Linked DNA regions of Mus musculus: regions 2, 3 and 4 are each linked to region 1. The links are chromatin contacts, called in public Hi-C and HiChIP or PLAC-seq maps. All regions are on one chromosome and are shown on one strand. Each heading gives the region's core, a stretch centred on a gene start, on an enhancer-like site or on the middle of the called end of the contact. The rest is flanking DNA. Distances are from core to core; before and after follow the strand shown.

Region 1 (3,258 bases), core at 717-3,216:
TGACAGAGTGTGGAATGAGACAGGCATACTAAAGACTGCCCTTGTGTCTGCTGTTTATGGTCACTGGAATTCCCAATCTCCATTCCTCTGGTCCAGTCAAGGCTGGTCCTGAAACCCATGGCCTTCTTTTCCCCATCTCTTGACACCAGGGGATCCTTCTAAGAACCTGCCACGTCCCTCTGTCAGAGCCTCCCTTCCAACCTGGCCTCGCTGAGCCGCTGCTCCCATTCAGCTTGTCCCGGTCCCTTGAAGCCTGGCTTTTGCACTAGTCCAACAGCTTTGAGCACGCCATCTGGGACGCATAATCTCTTGCTCCCTGATGCTTCTCCATCAGCCCTTCTGGGCTAGCTCTCCTTCTAAACATCTTCCCCCTCTGTGTACTTGGTACAACTGGATTCGTCTTCTACCCCATCTGCTGGTCAAACTGTAAATGGAGCCAAATAAATAGGAGAAGCCACAGATCCAGATGGGCAAAAAGATGATCCTGTCTCATCCAGAGGTTTCACTCAAATTGAGGGTGTTCCATTTTTCCTTGTCAGTCCCACAATGTGGAGGAGGGGTGCTCTTTACCCAGGGACCAAAGACATGCCCATGAGTGACACACCCATATCTGATGCTAGGTCTGATGAAAATAAGGAAGATTGGGAAATGAGAGTAGAGCCAGATGCACGGGGCTAGGTAGGCCCTGGCTGCTGCTGTGTTCAAGGTATAGAGGGTGCTGAGCAGGCTTCTCAGGTGCCAGGCTCTTGCCAGAAGAAGACAATGCTAGCTAGCCTAACCTTCTTAGCACCTGTGCAAACCAGATCTCTACCCCTAGGCTTATCTCTCCCAATATGGCCTCACACCTGCCAATTCAGGCTGCCTAGCCAAGAAGTCACGGAAATAGAAAAACAAGCCAACTATTCAGAGTCCTGGACACTATTCTGGAATCTTCCCCCTTTGGATCCTAGGGAAAACTACTTCCTCTCTGGATCCTGCCTCCTTCTCTGCCCCTATCCCTCTTTGTTCCTTCTCAGTATGTGGTTGTGTACACAGGCCTGTGCTCAGCAAGGGCTCTGAGGCCGCTGGATTCCTGTGAGTGAGGCTGTTCTTGAGGGTGTAACTTAAGCTTCACTGTCAACCTTCCTAAATCTCCCTGTCACTAACTCCTCCCTATTGATGAACTACTTCTATAGCACGTCCAAGCCACCCTATCTACAGTAACAGTGCCCTGGCTGGGCACCCAGCAGCTTTGTAGATTTGGATGGGCAGAGCTGACTGAGGAGCCTTGTTGCGGATGGTTGGGGGCTTTTAAATCTTTCACCGTTGTTCTTTTCCAGTCTTCATTTACCTTCTGCCATCAGAGTCACATGTCTGGTCACAGCTAATGAAGCTGATGTCCCCTGTCCACCATGACTGGACATGGCCTAGGCCAGGCAAGATGCTTGCATTACTGTTCTTGCTTTAAGAGGGGACCCAGTCCCAGAAGCCCAAGGCTTGAGCTTCAAAACCATGAAAGCATGGGTAGAAGTAGGCAGGTGACAGTGGACAGATACAGAGGAAGAAGAAGACAAGACAGGACCCCCCCCCCAGAGCCTAGGGAACACCCCCAGGAGGCAGCCCTGACAAGGGGGAGGCATAGAAGCAAAGTCACCCTCCTCTGCAAGCCAGCCAGGCTGACTGGGTTGGCTTTCTGAAAGCCAGACAGTGATGAGACAGAAAAGCATTTTGTTCAGAGGTGGGCTATTCTGCTGTCTCAGGTCAGTCGTTCTCAGCATCTCCTGGAAGTTGTGTGAATCAGAAAGCCCCTGGGGCACCTGCAGCAGCGGCAGTAGCAACACATGTCAGTTTTCTAAACCAGGTGTTCAGTGGCAAGGATGAAAAGCTTGCTCTGGACGGTAGAGGGCGGTGCTGACCAAGCATGTGAGCAGACAAGAGCATTCTTGAGTTTTGTCAGCTAGGCCAGCAGTAGGCCAGCTAGTTAGGAAAGCTCCTCCCATGCCCTGTGCTTGGGGGGAGGAGTGAGGAGTTGCTTGCTCGGTAGCCTTCAGCTAAGAGCATCCAAAAGCAACTTCCTGAAGGAGTTAAGCAAGCATTGGGTGTTTAGCATTTGTGCTAAACTGCTGAAAAGGCTCTTTGTCACCTCTGACTTCTTCCTGTTCCTTCCACACAGATGGAAGCCCAGAAAAACAGACTGATGCAACACACAGGGTGCACTTCACTGAGGAGGTCAGGTCTTGGTGTTTGGGATTTGATACTCTGAGAAACCAGTCATGTCCGTCTTTCCACATTCGCCCATCCTAGCTCCTGGACATTCACTTCCCATCTCTCTTCTGGAGAGTGACATGCAATTATCCTTAGGCCAAGCCTCTGCTATTAAAATAGCACTAGTCTGAGGTTGTCTCGGGTTCTCATGACACAAGCTCCTGATGTGTGCATACAGCCATAGCTACATGTGTGCACTCATATGTATGTGCATGGAGGGCTAAAGATGCATGTGTCCCTGTGATGGTAGGTGTATGTGTGCATACATGTATGCACGTGTACATGCATACACATATGTGTGAGTACAAACATGGATTCTTAAAGCCCAACTGGTCAATGATCACATATACCCCATGGTCGTTAGTAGGAGTTACCTGCTTGATAGTAGGTGGAAAGTGAAGAGAAGGGGTGGATGCAAAAGGAGGCAGAAGGTTGTACAGCCAGGAGGCAGCAGCCTTCAGTGAGGGCTGGACACAAAGAAACCATTCTGTTCTGTCTTTTTGAGAGCCAGGCAGCAACTTCCAGTCAAGATGAGACGAGACCCCTCCAATGACGGGCTCCAAACCCAGGGAGCCTCTTAGTCCTTTCTTTTCCTGCCCCTCAGAGGAGAACCAGAACTGAAGGTTATGCCCAGAACTCTAGCACGCTTCCCCCTCTGCCCCGGTGGAGGTCCTGGTGTAATGTGACTTAAACAGTTAATAACTAATGCTTGAAATTAATACACCAACAGTTACTTTTTAACCAGCTATTACCCAAATAAAGAACACAGAGACCTTTAGAATGATAATAAGCCTTAAAGCACCGGAGCTGGGCAGATATCAACCCTCTAAGCTATTTTGTCTGTTCATGCCTTGAATCCCAATATATTGCTTGCCATATGCTTCATTTGCACTGTTCTTGCTTCATCGGGCTAGCCCTCATAGCCACATGCTCATGGTCCATATTAGCCCATGGTAAGACTTCCTTCTTCCTCCTCTCCTTGGTCTCCCTTATAGTCCCTACCTGAGACCCCCC
Region 2 (2,938 bases), core at 379-2,878, 170 kb after region 1:
GAAACTTAGGTTTTTTTTCAAAATTTCAAGTTTATTCAGTGCATGTTTTCAGAATATTCCCCAATGAATCTTTGAATTTCAGTTGTATTTTCTGTGATTGTTCTTGTTCCTCTCATCACAAATTATATTAATCTCTCTCTCTCTCTCTCTCTCTCTCTCTCTCTCTCTCTCTCTCTCTCTGTCAGTTTCACCAAGGGCTTACCAGTCTTGTTAATCTTTTCAAGTAACCAATTCATGTTTCACTGATCCTTGCATTAATTTTTTAGTCACGTTTTATTGTGTGTCAGTTAGCTTTCCATTGCTGTAACAACATCTCAGATAAGCCACCCCAAAAGAGAAATAATTTCAATTTAGTTATAATTTAGTTTTGATCTAGCTTTGGAGATTACAATCCACATTCATTGGCTCCATGCTTTTTGTTTATGTGGTGTGGAAGATCGTTACAGGAGTATGTGACAAATCAGGAAAACGATGAGGAATGCAGTGGAGTCCCATAATTCCCTTAGAAGTCACCCTTTAGTGGCCTAATCTCTCACTATACACCACCTCTCAAAGGTCTTGAATATGTCCTGGTAGCACCAAGGTGAGGGCCAAGTCATTAACATGAATAGAACTTGAAATGAGATGAACAAGAGCCATTTTTACAGATACTACTGAAATCCAGGGGATCCTTGGGGACTATTCTGTAAGCATACACTGAATAAATTTGAAATTTAGAAGAAATGGCTAAGTTTCTAGACGTAGCACATGGGCTTTGGGGATGCATTCCAGATCCAGACTGCAGCCCCTATTAATTCATGTAGCTATAGCACATGAGTATTTGTTGCTATTCTATGAATATATTCCAATTTATGCTATGGATGAACAATGGGCATTTCATTTGAATTCCATGTTTTTCTTATATTTTTGGTTGTGAGCCTAGCCTTTAATGGCTGAGCCATCTCTCCAGTCCCAGTTTTTTTTCTTAACAAACAGGTTTTGCACATCTCATGATTTAAGACTTCTTCCTGATGGTCCTTAATCTTACTAATGTGTTGAAATTCCCAAGCTGCATTTAACTATGTTGGTGCCTGAATCCTCACCCTCACAGATTCTGATTTTGTTACAGTCTCAGAGTTTACTGCTGTGAGGCGACTCTTGTAAGGACAACATTTAATTGGGGATGGCTTACAGGTTCGGAGGCTCAATCCATTATCATGGTGGGAACATGGCAGTGTCCAGACAGGCATGGTGCAGGAGGAGCTGAGTGTTCTACATCTTCATCTGAAGGCTGCTAGCAGATACTGACTTCCAGGCAGCTAGGACAGGGGTACTAAAGCTCTCGACCACAGTGACTCACCTACTCCCACATGGCCACACTTCCTAATAGTGCCACTCCCTGGGCCAAGCATATGCAAACTATCACAGTTGCTCTGGGCATGTGGACTTTTAAACAAAATACCTCCAGATTCCCAGGTGGGCATGTAAAAGTGAAAAAGCTGCCCTAAAAAGGGTTCCTCGTCTCCATGTGCACTCCCATTATGCAGATTTTGACTTAGTACATCCATGATGATTTGAGACTACACATTTCATAGAATCTCCCAGATGATATTGGTCCACTGCCAAGGGTGGAGTACAGCTGAGTCTTAGGGATGTGCCTTCAGCCCCACTAGAACTATGCCAACTCATTTTTGAAAGCCAGGGTGCAATGTCTCCTCTCCACATTGGATTAGAGTTCTAGACTTCACCACTTGTATCTGACTTGGTGTATTTTGCCTAAATATTAAATATTATATCCCTGATCATTCAAGAGATAAGAATATTTCGAAATCACACGGGACATTTGACAATTTTCTATTGAGAGGGAAGGTATCCTTTGGGCTCAGGACCCCAAAGACCAAGTTGTCAGACTAAGTTCTCAGTACAAAGGAGATGTCTTTGCCCAGAGGGACAGAGGACAGGGATAAGGGACAAAGACAGGAGGTAGAGGATGAGAGAGAAGGAGAAGGGAACAAGAAAGAGGGGTAAGGGGCATTTGTCCTAAAGTGGGTCAAAGGACTGCCTCTGGTTAGAGAGGAGACAGATGTGGTCATTAGGAAAATGCTAGTTTATAAGGGTAAGGGTACATGGGGAAACCCTGTGTTAGGATGAGGTGTTTGATTCTAACTGGCATGTTAACTAGGTGAGCCAAAGGAGACTTTTGATTGCTGGACTTTAATACTTAAAGAGCTGAACCTTGGTAGTTAGCCTCAGGAGGAGGAAGTGGCCAAATAAGGGAATAGGGATTTTGGGGGCTACCTTCAAGAATGTAATCTTCAGATTTTAGCAAGGGAGAGGGAATCAGGGAGAAGGGCAGGCCTGCCAGAGCTATGCTTGCCACACTCAAGCTGGCTAAAATCCCTTCGTACACAGGGAAATTGTCTGTCTGAGGCCCGTGCCTAGTCACCTGGTAGCTTCTGTATTCTTTTTTCATAGTAATTCCTCATTGACTCTAGGTACAACTCCTTTATTTAGTATATGCAAATATACTCACTCAGTTGTCCATCAAAGACAATGCTCTTTGCAAGCACCATGCCTCAGGCGTCTCCGTTGTCACACTAGGCCCTGGTTAGGAAGGGTCCTTGTGAGGTGCACTTAGACCCCTCCTGTGCCCCAGGTTCTCAAGCAGCTTAAGAAAATCTCAGGCAATGGATAGATTGATGAGACTAAGGGCGTATTCTTCAAGCCACATGTTGTCTGTCATTTTAGAGGTGACTTCTGCCCCTTTCAGTAAAAACCCCAGGCTGTTTCTTAGAACCAAGACTACCTGACATATAACTAATGTATAGAAAATGTATAATACAGTCTTTTAAATATTTTTTTATTTTATATGCATGAGTGTTTCTGCCTGCATGTTTGTCTATGCACCATGTGCATATTATTACCTGCCAGAAGTCAGAAGAGGACATAAGAATCTCTA
Region 3 (3,099 bases), core at 557-3,056, 250 kb after region 1:
GGTGAGACCTTGGTCCACTGATCTGAGGAGCAGTAATTCTGTTCTTCATCCAACAAGTATTTGGTGAGTGTGTGTTCTGGGCCAGATCTCACATGAGAGAGAGAGACAGAGACAGAGACAGAGACAGAGAGACAGACAGACAGAGACAGAGAGACAGACAGAGAGAGAGACAGAGAGAGACAGAGAGAGACAGAGAGAGACAGAGAGAGACAGAGAGAGACAGAGAGATGGGAGGAGAGAGAGAGAGAAAATAAGACCTTTAGCCCTTTAGTAGCCCACTTAGCAGCATGGACATCTTATGCAATAATATCCCATAATAACAGAAACAAAAGGCAAATGCTATATAGGATGGGAGTGCAGAGGGAAGCTTTCAGTTCTTGTGCCTTCTTCCAAGGAAGCAATGACTTCAGGCCCCCCTTGGCAATTCTGACAACTCAGGCACAGACCATGTGCACAGAAGGCCTTGGTAGCTGATGGGACATCTGTATAGGTAGGTCTAGGTGAGTCCACTCTAGGGAGCAGAGGATGACAGGTTTTGAGGGATGAGGCTGGGAATCATTTGGGAGCCACATGAATCCCTCCTGTGGTACTGACATTTTAGAAGGATGAAAAGCCATCAGACTCACTGTCGAGAATGCTCGGTGAGGGGAGGGCAGTGCAGGTGACATAGTCACGAGATGGCAGGAGGTATCTGTGGAGGCCACTGCAGATTCAGAATACAGAGCCTGAGTTAGAGAAATGAAAAGAAGGTGAGAGGTCAAAGGTGGTACAAAGGTCGTATGGGATGAGGAAGGTGCAGAGTGGGAGAGACACCTGAGAATTTGTAACTGTGAGCTAGTGGAATTCTTAATTCCTTTTATTTGACTTTGCTCCCTCTCTGTTCTGATGCGGATTCCAGCACACCCTTATAGATGTCTGAATAGCTGTGGGCATCGCCCTGTGGTCCACACCCTCTGCCTCTCTGAGCTGGAGAAAATGCAAGACTTGAACAACTAATAATTTGGACTCTAGGATTCATGCTGAGCTTGTGTAAACCACTTAACTTCTGAGGTGTAGATAAATCGCTCTCAATGGCCAGTACAGTGAAGGCCCCCTTACCAGAAAACTACTTTGAAATAATCTCTACTTTTAATTTCTTTCCTTTGTTTCTTGGAGAAGAAAGAGTGATAAGTGGCCACTGGGAGAATATTTTTTTATCCCCTATGAAGCACAGTCTCTATTGATATAACACAGGAAACTTCCTGAGCCAGCCTGGCATTTCCTCTGCACTGTCTTCCTTTAAATTGAGATGTGGTTTTTTTTGTTGTTGTTGTTGTTTTGTTTTTTTCGTTTTTGTTTTTGTTTTTTTGGTTTTGTTTTACAAAACCAAAAAAAAAAAAAAACCAAAAACAAGAAAACAAAAAACCCAACCTTTGTCCCTAATCTAAGTTAAGTTCTTTTATGTCAACACCTTCGGAAGGGCTGTCTCTCCTCCCTTCAGTCTCTCCTCCCTTCATCCTATGTCAGGACCCTGGAGACCAGACAAACAAGGTGGGGCTTACCTCATTTTTAACCCCAAAGGAGGAGGAAGACTGCCTTTAACTTTCTCAGTTTATTTGATTTTGCTCCCATCTTGGTTCTGATGTGGATTCCAGCACACCCTTATAGATATCTGAGTAGCTGTGGGCATCGCCCTGTGGTCCACACCCTCTGCCTCATCATCATGAATCCTCCCAGGTCATCCAGGTGACCCTGGGGTCCTTCCCTGGGATACAGAATGAGTCAGAGAATCACTTCCTCTGTTTTTACGACATGTTAAGCATGAAAGACAATGAGTCCAATGCACACAGGAGTGGCTGTGGAACAGTACAGAAGTCCATGCAGAAGTCAGACTGTCCTTATCGGGTGAGGGAGTTGGGCTCTTCTGGTTGCCAGTACAGGAATCAATGTTGGCTGCCTTCAGCCAGCATACATGCTAGAGATAGCAGAAGGCAAGTGCTTATCCTGGAATCAAAAGTCAACATAAAATGGGATTGGGGGTCAGGATAAAAATGACCACTCGTGTTCAGTTGCTAAAAATCCTGGTCTAATAATTTTACTAATGGGAGAGTCTCCCAGTCTCCAGGGTAAACCTGGCTACAGGAGGCAACCCTACAATCTCTCACTTCTGATGATCTGAACAGAGTGCAGACTTTGCTCATGGTGAAGCCTCTGGTGCCCCGTCCCCTAAGAATGTGACTGGCTCGGTTTCAAGGCATAGATCTCAGAGTAAAAGGTGGGGTACCCTAGGAAAGAAATGCAAACAGGGAGATTAGATTTTTTTAAAAAAAAGGTCAACACACACTCTAAAGGCAGCTCTGTCCCTCTAATCTTGTGTCCCCACCTCACCCCTCGGGCTCAGACACAATGGTGTCTGTATGCACTGAGCAGCTAAATGAACAGGTTGAATTTTATGGGCCCCACGTTTTTGTAACAGTTGAATGTGAACAATTTCTTTTTGTTCAATATAATATGCAAAACATGTGCTGACCAGAATTGAGGTTGCATTTTATTCCTTGAGTAAGTCAAGGGCTCTGTGGGGCCCCCCCACTCTCATGTTTTATGCCTCCTATATATTGGCAAGTGTGCTACAAAGTGGTGTTTCTTTTTCATCTTGTTCTGAGACAGTGTCTTGTGGAGCTCAATCTGGTCTCAAACTTGTTATGTAGCCAAGGGAAACCTTGAACTTCTAATCTCCTAGCTCCACTTCCCAAGGGTTGTGGTCGATTGCATATGCCACTCTGTTGCTTTATACAGTGCTAGGGATTGAACCTAGTGCTTCATGTGTGTTAGGCAAGCAGTCTACCCACTGAATTATGCCTCTAGACTACAAGGTTATATTTTGATGCACTCACACATGGTGGAATGATTATATCAGAGTAATTGGCAGAGCTATCACCCTAGATGAGGTAAGGAGAATCTAAGGACCAGGCACAAAGCTCCAGTCAGGTAGGAGGAGTACTTTGGGCATTAGTAGGTGATTTCTGATGGCATGTATATTTCAAAGTTACTGAAGGAGAGGATTCTAAATACAGCTTCAGAGACTTAATTGCTGTGGCAAACAGAGTCAGGAAAAGGCTA
Region 4 (3,012 bases), core at 132-2,631, 180 kb before region 1:
GAGAGAGAGAGAGAGCGTCCTCAGAGTTTACAATTGCTTAAAGTTGTTCATCCCTCAGATACTATGAATTTGCAATTTTGCAATTGTTTATGCATATACAACTCATAAGAACACAAAAATAACTGGCCATATAACCTTGTTCTTTACATCATCAAAATAGTAATGGCTTAAGATAATACTTTAGTATTTAAAAAAATGTACATGTCAAATTGTAAAAATTTGTTCTCAATGTCTTCAGTTTCTACCTGTTTCCACATAATGGTGTTAATTTTTGAGGACTTATACTTAATTATTGCAAATGGATACTCTTATTTCTGATTAAATAAATAATTAATTAAATAAAAAAAAAGAAGACAACATCTATTTTGCAAGTCTCTTGGGGCATTCACAGGCTTAGTAATTGTTTGGCTTGGTTTTGCTTTTTTTTTTTTGTTTTTGTTTTTGTTTTTTTCCAATCTCATCAATTTAAATGGATTTGGAAATGATAGACCCTAGTTATTGCCATAGGCATTGAACTTTTCCACTCTCTTATTTATCCATTGCATTTATGATTTTCAGTCTTCTTTGTGAAACAAGAAAGAATAATCAGCTGCTTTGAATTTGTTGCCTGTTTCACGTGACATCAAAGCATGGTGCACTTAGCTCCTTGCCTGCAGCTTCTACATCTGGGGATGGAACCAAAAGCACAGAAAATTCATTTTGTTTTGTTTTGTTTTGTTTTTTTAAAACAATCTGTAGTTTTAGTGTAAAAATTATTTTTATTTCCTCAACACAACATGACAACTACGTAAACAGCCTTCACATCACATTTACAATTATAATTAGAGATAATGCATGTGGAAGATGCATGCAAATTCTAGGCACCATTTTATACAAGGAACTTGAACAGCTTCAGATTTTGGGGCGGGAGGGGTGTGTCCATTACAATCATTCCCAGTGGATTCTGAGAGATGACCATGTTCAGCAAATGTATTATTTTCTTGCAATTTCTGATCTTGTTTAAAGATGTCTCTTTAGGCTCATGTACCTAAGTGGTGAACAACATCAGGAACAGCTGAGACCAAACACGATAGCTACTGCTATACTACAAAATACACTGAAGCTCTGAGCAACAGCAGGAATGAGCTCGCAGCTTTAGTGGGGCTCAGAGGACCTGTGTTTCAGAGCTCTCAAGCCACCATCCAGTCAGTAGATGGGGCTTCAGTCACCTTGAGACTGACTAGGAAGAGCTTGCTTCCCAGCTCATGTGGTTGTTGGTAGGTACTAGCTCTTGACAACAGGCTATCTCCAGGCCTGCCAGCTGGGCTTCTCTATAGTGTAGCTCAACGCCAGCTGCTAGCTTCATCAGAGCAGTAAGAACTGGGGGCAGTGCCAGCCCGAGAGAGGGGAGTCACATTGAAAGCAGCCTCACAGTGTTGTGCTCCAGTCTCTAGCAGCCAGACATGAGGTCTAAGCCACACTGTGGAGATTGTTTTCTGAGGAAGTGAAAACTCACAGGTAGGAAGCAATTGTGATCATCTTCAAGAACTGCCAGCTGGTGTGAAAGAGAACATGTATTTCATTCTGGAAATAAAACAGCAACTTTGTCCTAGAGTAGACATTCATGTTCTGGTTCCTTTTTTGTTCTAATTTTAAACTTTAATTGAATCTGTTCTTTTTTAATGGAAAGTTGGGAGACAAATATGTACAAGTAATATTTTTCACTGTGTATTAATGAATATACCTTTAATAACCAAGATCCACCTTCAGACTGAGGGAACTATTCAATTAAAAGTTCCTGGTTTTCAAACCACATCAGTTCAAGCAGAAATTAACTTTCAGATGCACAAGTGCACAACAGGGTGTATCTCATCTGCTACACATGGGTCTTTATAATCTGATTAAGCCACTCATGGATTAGTGAGCAGAGAGTCCAGAGCCTGCTCCCTCTCCATTCACTATGCAGAGGTTGTTTGATGTGCTCTTTAAAGCCAATTCATTGGCTTTTTATATTTTCATTTTGAAAAGAAAGGCTTTATAAAGTCTTTTTTGCAAACCACATCAAAATAAAAACTCTGCTTAGCAACAGGCATGGAAATATGGGGATTTACCAAACCCCAAAGACTTGAAAGTCCTTTACATCAGTATTTTCTTGGGAATTAAATGTCTATTCAAACACAAAACTCAGATGGAAAGGGTATCCATTAACCATGCATTTACAATTTTATTTAGCGGTGCAAATTTCTGTTTGCTAGCTAGAGTTCACAAGGGTGGAGTTTTGTTTAGAAGCTTCAAAGAAAAGTAAGCAGAGAAAAGTTTTGTGTATGTGTAAGGGGAAATATTTATATTTGGGATGGGTTTTGCAACACTAGACAGGAAAATAGGAAATTCATGAAACATATGGTGAGAGACAGTTAATCTTTGAAAAGGCTGTCTTTGGTCACGGGAACCAATTACGCCACTCCCATTCATGTCAAGAAGATATTTATTCACATAATTAAGCTTGCAGTATAGACACTGAATAAGCACAAGAATGTCATATTTATTCCAGATTAAAGAATCATAATCTAAAAAGGCATGTTAGAGTGTTTCTTTGTGTAAGTGCTGTATGTGGGTCTTCATGAGTGTGCAAATGTGCATGCATGTGTGTGAGTGTGCATGCATCTGTGTGACTATGCATGGGGTGTGTGTGTGTGTGTGTGTGTGTGTGCTCGTGAATGTTCCTAGGGGCTGAAAGTTACAATGTCCTTTCCTCTACTGCTCTCCACCCTGCGTGAGACTGTATCTCACTGAACCTGGTACTGACCAGTTGCCCAGTTAGCTCTAGTGATGTGTCTGCCTCCTGCCCTCCAGAGCTAGGACTACAGAGGCATTTATCTTCACCTGGCTTTTTTTTTTTTATGTGGGTGCTGAAGATCTCAACTCAAGTCCCCATGCCGCGAGATTACCCTCCGAGCCACTGTGGCTTACTGTGGCTTTCTTTTTCATTTCTTATAAATGGAATTATTTAACCCAGGTCTTTGTTGTCAGGCT

The links. Hi-C and Micro-C count contacts between places; a contact is called where the count stands out from the background. HiChIP or PLAC-seq counts read pairs in DNA pulled down with a chosen protein or histone mark.
Region 2: a contact with region 1 is called in an HNF4G HiChIP or PLAC-seq map of pancreatic cancer cells. The contact joins two enhancer-like sites. A contact is called at or near these places in 5 of 15 datasets of contacts at CTCF or cohesin (CD8 T cells, the NIH/3T3 cell line, embryonic stem cells and 2 more), 69 of 484 Hi-C or Micro-C datasets (the 3T3-L1 cell line, 3T3-L1-derived adipocytes, 8-cell embryo and 50 more), 10 of 115 datasets of contacts at active chromatin or transcription factors (a beta-TC-6 cell line, double positive thymocytes, embryonic stem cells and 7 more) and 3 of 9 other capture datasets (adipose tissue, liver and pancreatic islet).
Region 3: a contact with region 1 is called in a FOXA1 HiChIP or PLAC-seq map of pancreatic cancer cells. The contact joins two enhancer-like sites. A contact is called at or near these places in 2 of 484 Hi-C or Micro-C datasets (the AML12 cell line and embryonic fibroblasts), 3 of 115 datasets of contacts at active chromatin or transcription factors (embryonic stem cells, fibro-adipogenic progenitors and pancreatic cancer cells) and 2 of 9 other capture datasets (liver and pancreatic islet).
Region 4: a contact with region 1 is called in a Hi-C map of cerebral cortex, with 2.4 times the contacts expected there. The contact joins two enhancer-like sites. A contact is called at or near these places in 1 of 15 datasets of contacts at CTCF or cohesin (the NIH/3T3 cell line) and 11 of 484 Hi-C or Micro-C datasets (the BV-2 cell line, the HL-1 cell line, cerebral cortex and 6 more).

What each region holds. Positions count from the first base shown.
Region 1 is chr7:84,271,274-84,274,531 of GRCm38.p6, reverse strand. The region is part of intron 12 of Arnt2 (aryl hydrocarbon receptor nuclear translocator 2); the gene reads left to right. Among named protein-coding and RNA genes, the nearest start is that of Gm26708, 40 kb to the right of the region's middle. Within about 2 kb of position 1,966, at least 80 of the 459 cell types and tissues checked have an H3K27ac peak or open chromatin away from gene starts, as enhancers often do. A contact at or near this core is called in cerebral cortex and pancreatic cancer cells, where this site is marked.
Region 2 is chr7:84,099,296-84,102,233 of GRCm38.p6, reverse strand. No RefSeq gene overlaps it. Among named protein-coding and RNA genes, the nearest start is that of Cemip, 14 kb to the right of the region's middle. Within about 2 kb of position 1,628, at least 6 of the 459 cell types and tissues checked have an H3K27ac peak or open chromatin away from gene starts, as enhancers often do. A contact at or near this core is called in pancreatic cancer cells, where this site is marked.
Region 3 is chr7:84,021,373-84,024,471 of GRCm38.p6, reverse strand. The region is part of intron 1 of Cemip (cell migration inducing protein, hyaluronan binding); the gene reads left to right. Gm30440 (a long non-coding RNA gene) reads right to left here. Exons shown (of 9, transcript XR_378308.2): 7 at 1,542-2,264; 8 at 627-725. Among named protein-coding and RNA genes, the nearest start is that of Gm30440, 53 kb to the right of the region's middle. Within about 2 kb of position 1,806, at least 18 of the 459 cell types and tissues checked have an H3K27ac peak or open chromatin away from gene starts, as enhancers often do. A contact at or near this core is called in pancreatic cancer cells, where this site is marked.
Region 4 is chr7:84,447,625-84,450,636 of GRCm38.p6, reverse strand. The region is part of intron 1 of Gm31284 (a long non-coding RNA gene); the gene reads right to left. Among named protein-coding and RNA genes, the nearest start is that of Gm31284, 19 kb to the right of the region's middle. Within about 2 kb of position 1,381, at least 32 of the 459 cell types and tissues checked have an H3K27ac peak or open chromatin away from gene starts, as enhancers often do. A contact at or near this core is called in cerebral cortex, where this site is marked.